2 separate regions of the Mus musculus genome follow, and region 1 is linked to region 2. A link is a contact called in public HiChIP or PLAC-seq data. All regions are on one chromosome and are shown on one strand. Each heading gives the region's core, a stretch centred on a gene start, on an enhancer-like site or on the middle of the called end of the contact. The rest is flanking DNA. Distances are from core to core; before and after follow the strand shown. Region 1 has its middle 47 kb from the start of Gdnf. Region 2 holds the start of Osmr (oncostatin M receptor).

Region 1 (2,700 bases), core at 66-2,565, 990 kb before region 2:
CTGGAGATGTGAACGCTGAGCTCACGGAGGTTGCTGTCAAAATCAAATGAGATATTCAACCTAAGAAAAAGACTTAACCGTAGGCCAGGACAGCAAGTAGCAGTGATTTGGTTATGTAAAGGGTCAGGAAAATAGACCTAAATCTCTCCACTGTAATATCAACTTGGCCTAACTAAAATGACCCTGCCTGTAATTGTGGACTGAACTCTCCATCTTCTCGTGGTTTTCGTTTGCCTTCTATTGGTCCTTGAAAGAATTGTAGAGTCAGTCCTTTGTCTTTTAAACGCAGACCAGAGAAACTGAAATCCAACTCCTCATTTTATCCTGATAACTTTTTCAGCCGTAATTAGTCATATCGGAGTCTTTTCACGTGGCTCAGAAGTCTACTTAACATTCAGATTGTTCTTTTAAAAATAGACATTGGTGAATGCAAATTATTCTGAGACCTCTTTGAAGACTTCAGACTCTGCAGGATTCTGAGCAAAGGTCACTCTCCCAAGCGATTGCCTTTGCTGGCTTTTTAAGCCATCCCCTTCCCCACCCTCTGGGGTGAAATAAACACTGCACCCCAAGAGGGAAGTCTAGAAATGAGGAAGGAGGCACTGCCCAGAAGCAGCAGAGAAGAAAATCCAGAATGTCTCAGTGGTGATTATGAAGCCGTCACCTCCCGGTACTGTCCCCTGAAGTGACCCTTGCCCTTCCTCCAGGATTGTTCACTGTTGGAGACAGCAGCCATTATCCTAGGCTGATGGCTCCAGATGGGTGGGCACGTGGGCTCTTGAATTAGTGTATGGAAGGATCCAAACAGCCCAAGGCCAAGTTCGGAAATGCTTGTGTAGGATGAGAAGCAGCAGCTGGATCCTCTTCAGTTCTCTTCCCTGAGTGTGTTGGCAAGACCCAGCCTCTGAGGCACAGCAGGTGGCATAACATGCCCACTTTGAATTTCACCCAAATCCCGGAGAGTGTAATTCACACAAGGGCATCTGAATGTAGGCTGAGGTTTCTCCACTGTGCCACCCAGCCTTTTGCAAATCCTGTCTCTTGATCCCGGCCACTCTCCTCAGAGGCAAGGCAGCACAGTTTCTGTTTTGCTTCTAAAGAAACCAAGGCACCGGGACTTACCAGGAGACTTAAGTGAGCAGGTGTGGATAAGCTGACTCTGTGATCAAGAGCTTCTATGCCCCGAGGTGGCATTTTGTGGGCATTGTTCATAAATATCTCAAACATGGGGAATGCCATCTGGTCTCAGAAGAATGCAGACCAGAGACCCCGCAAAAGTCAAAGTCGTGACTGGGGTGTAAGTCATCCTCATGGACACTGTCTGGGTGGCACATAGCTGTGGTCATGGCTGCATTGCTAACCTCACAGTCAGCCATTTGTCGTAGCAGGCATTCTTCAAGAAATAGGAGTTGGGTCATTCCCTCTTTTGAAACCCAAAATTCCATCAGTGATATTCTTCTTTATACAGCCCATTCTCATGGCTTGTGGGAATCTTACAAGCTGCTGGGAAAAAAAAAAACTGTTGCCTGGAGGGAGGCTCTTAGAGACAAGCTGTGCACTCAGTCAGTCCCTCAGAGGAGTGGCTCAGCACAGGGAGGTGAGCCAACGCAAGCAGAACTGTGTTCTGAAGCTTCTGGCTGCACTAGTCATTTGGGGGTAATGATTGGAAATGCCCAACCCTGGGTCCCATCCCCAGCTAATTAACTTTCAACCTGAGCCCTGGATGATGCTAGAACTGGATGTCACAGGTACTTCTTCAAGAAGCACAATCAAGACAATGTGCAGCACTCATATTCTTTCTGATTTTGAACTTAAGTATGAGATGTATTTATTCAGGTCCTTTCAAGAACCTGGCAGGGATATGGCTGAGCATTCGAGAGGAGGCACAAGTGATGCTTCAACCTTGTCCCATTGCAACCTCTTGAATTTGGCTTTATGAATGAAGTAGTTCTTTCTCTGGGTTCTTGAGGGTGCTGTATGGTAGTGGCAATATTGAGTAAAATATGTGCTGTCTTAAAATAAGACACCACTTGACATTGGCTTTGACTTTATCTTTGGATGGCCACTTCACCTCCTCAAGAACGTTACAACAAATTATTTCATTCATGACGAAATGGAGGCTCAGAGATGTGTTCTAGAGTCAGTAGTGACCGCCAGCAGCATCCTGCGGTCTGGAAAAATGTCCTGGGGACCTGATCTGAAAATGGCTATTGGAGAATCTATTGTGTGATGATCTCATTGAAGACTTTGTGGTGTTTGGCTGTGGTGACGGCTGGGTGTAGGGGATAGGGGTGGGGTGGTCTTCTGGAATCTTGTGCTGACGTTTTCCATGTTACTTTATCCCTGAAGAGTCAGTCGGCAAAAACTTAGAGAGGAGTAAACAATTTTCCTTCAATGTAGCTTCCCATGACTGTGCCATGGAGTTTCAGCACCAAGGGTTTAGACTTCTTCTCAATGTCTTATTCCTGGTTTATCTTCTGTTGGTGTTGAAGAAGTGAGCTTCCTCCTCTGAAGAAGGGCGACTGGGAACCATTTTTGTTTTCTTAGAAGTGTATGTGTTCCACTTTTTTGTTATGATAAAAACACATCATAAAGTTTACCATCTTAACCACTTTCTAAGTATATAAACTTTAGTAATGTTAAATATAATCACATCATTGTGACACAAAGACTGTGTCCTTTTTTGTCATGCTGGGATGG
Region 2 (2,780 bases), core at 42-2,541:
AGATAAATAGAATCAAAAAGCCTTTTTAATGGGTGAGAACTTGGCTCCACACTGCTCCCGCGGCTGTTCGCACGGCCACACTAATGGGCTCATTTAAAATAAGTAATAATGGCTATGGCAAAGGAGCACACATTATTTACTAGACACGATGTGCCTTTTTCTAATTCTCTTCAAATATTTGCTGTGTGCTCCAGTCTTTCAGGCACCATTAGGTATTAGGTATTTAGAGGAGTACTATCTTTAATAATAATAATAATAATAATAATAATAATAATAATAATAAAAGATCCTTCCCTGAATTGTCATTAGGGAGGAAGAAAAAGCATACACAGACACGAAAGTAAGGCGTTGTAACTAATATTTCTGACATTGTTTTGAGGTGTCCCAATACCCCAGTTACTTATTCTAAGACTGATTTGTGGATCCGCAAGTTCTGATCTATAGCCATTTCCCTCAGTCTCCTTCCATTTGTGACTTGTAGGTAGTTTCCAAATGTGAACTGAACTATAGCTTGGAGCAAGGTATAGTGTGCAAGTGGGCGGTTCTCCAGGCTTCTTGGCCTGGCGACTGGTGGGAACTTGTTGCCACACCTCCTGTGGCGATAGTTTTGTGCCAGTTCCCAAAGACGACGTGGCTGTGGACATTTTACCATGCAGCCATAAAGAGAGGTCAAAAATGTCTTTCAAGTGCCCGGTTAGTAAAGATCTGATGGCGTTCTAAGGAGAGAAAGGAACTTGGATCTTCGTGGACAAAGAATTCAGGTCTGTAGCTGAAGGAGGCGTGGCCACACAGGGCGTTTCCAGGTCCTGTAGAGGAAGCACAGTTCATAGATCTCTGTTCTAACACGTCTGTCTTGCTCTGAACGCCGAAAGTCAACTCGATCACAAGTTTGATCCAACAGTTTGACATTTCAGGTAATTTTCAGACGGAGCGCTGGGGTTGGATCTCCCAAGCAACACAATTGGCTCTGTGCAGGACACCTGGCACGGGGCACTGGGTCGCAGCTCGTCCCCTCTCCCTCCAGGAACAACGATGCTCAAGGACCAGCTTTTCCTCCCAGGCCTCTCCCACTTCCCTTCTCACCGGTGCTGCCCGCCCGGTCCCGGGAACCGCGCCCGTCGCAGGGTCCCGATCGTTCCCCCCTACATCCCCTTGGGACCAGGAGCAAATTCCTGTGGGTCCCAGGAGTGCCAAAAGTGCTCAGCGAGACGGGAAATTGCAACAGTACTTGGCCCCTCGGCCCTCCCCCGGCGCTTTCCCGTAACTCCCGCCCCTGGACACTTGCCCCGTAGTTGATTCATAGCTGGGGCGCGGGGCCGCCTCCACACGCCTGGACAGACGTCCGCGCCCGTTCCCCTGTGAGGCCGAGGACCGGCAAGGCTCCGGAGCAGGTCGCCAGGCGGGTGAGTACGGGACCCGTGTGCCCGCGCTGCCGCCTCCATCCACTTTCCGACGGGCGAGCCGAGAGCTTTGCTGCCCCGCGCCTCTGCCCTGTCCTGCGTTAGTTTTTGCCTCCCGAGACTGCACTCTCAGGAGCCGCAAGAGGTTGTGCCAGAAAAGTGCCACCTAATTGGTGGGCAACTCTAAAAGACTAGATACTCTCAGCGTGCACGTCGCTGGGACACCAGTCCAGGCCTGCTTTGAGGTTCACCGTCCCCTGGCCTCTCACTCAAGCAGCTGGGGAAACACTTGCTGAGTTAGAACTCCCATTTGGGCCAATTTGGTTTCTCTCACAATACCCCGTGGGAGTGGGAGTTGATGGTTTCCCCCAGCCTCTTGCTTTCCAGTCCTTAACTCCCACCCGTCCCTGTCATTTCTCCGGGACTAGGTGCTTCCCTCTCCACTCAGAGAAGAGCACCCCACAGCCTTGGGGGCAGAGCTTCTATGCGGGTGGGGAGAGCAGGTACCACCTCTCGAGCTGCTTGAACGGAAGTGTCACCACTAACAGGCAAGGATGCGCATAGGGGTCAGTGTCTCTGAGAGTAGGCACCAGTGAGATGCTGAAACGGGAGCGTGAATACAGGTTCCCTGTAACAGTTCTTGACGGGCCGCTTGTTCACACACTCTTCATCTTCCCTGCCTGCCTTGTGAGTGACCAAGGGCACAGATATAGGGATTACTTTCAGACGGACAGATGCTACCTGCCTGCAGGACATGGTGAAAGCGCTTTGCGATCAAGCTGTTTTTCAGCTCAGGACTCGTGGACGTGAGGATGGATGTAAGCAAAGCAGACAGAATTGAAAGTGGAAGCTAGGTGCAGACCAAAGGCATTCTGCTTTTGAGAGGTGGTGGTGGTGGTGGATGTCGGGGGAGACCGTGTGTGTGTGTGTGTGTGTGTGTGTGTGTGTCTGTGTGTCTGTGTGTCTGTGTGTCTGTGTGTCTGTGTGTCTGTGTGTCTGTGTGTGTGTGTCTGTGTCTCTCTGTGTGTGTGTCTCTGTGTGTGTGTCTCTGTGTGTGTGTCTCTGTGTGTGTGTGTGTGTGTGTGTCTGTGTCTCTCTGTGTGTGTGTGTGTGTGTCTGTGTGTGTGTGTCTCTGTGTGTGTGTGTGTGTGTGTCTGTGTCTCTCTGTGTGTGTGTGTGTGTGTCTGTGTGTGTGTGTCTCTGTGTGTGTGTGTGTGTGTGTGTCTGTCTGTGTGTGTGTGTCTGTGTGTCTGTCTGTGTTTGTGTGTGTGTGTCTGTCTGTGTGTGTGTGTGTCTGTCTGTCTGTGTGTGTGTCTCTGTGTGTGTGTGTGTGTGTCTGTGTCTGTGTCTCTCTCTGTGTGTCTGTGTGTGTGTGTGTCT

Evidence for each region. HiChIP or PLAC-seq counts read pairs in DNA pulled down with a chosen protein or histone mark.
Region 1: a CTCF HiChIP or PLAC-seq map of the NIH/3T3 cell line shows a contact between it and region 2, with 5 read pairs. The contact joins the enhancer-like site here to the promoter of Osmr in region 2. A contact is called at or near these places in 4 of 39 promoter capture datasets (embryonic stem cells, frontonasal cranial neural crest, liver and 1 more), 1 of 15 datasets of contacts at CTCF or cohesin (the NIH/3T3 cell line) and 1 of 115 datasets of contacts at active chromatin or transcription factors (embryonic stem cells).

Annotation. Positions count from the first base shown.
Region 1 is chr15:7,861,671-7,864,370 of GRCm38.p6, reverse strand. No RefSeq gene overlaps it. Among named protein-coding and RNA genes, the nearest start is that of Gdnf, 47 kb to the right of the region's middle. Within about 2 kb of position 1,315, at least 42 of the 459 cell types and tissues checked have an H3K27ac peak or open chromatin away from gene starts, as enhancers often do. A contact at or near this core is called in the NIH/3T3 cell line, where this site is marked.
Region 2 is chr15:6,872,824-6,875,603 of GRCm38.p6, reverse strand. Osmr (oncostatin M receptor) reads left to right here and starts at 1,291. Exons shown (of 18, transcript NM_011019.3): 1 at 1,291-1,403.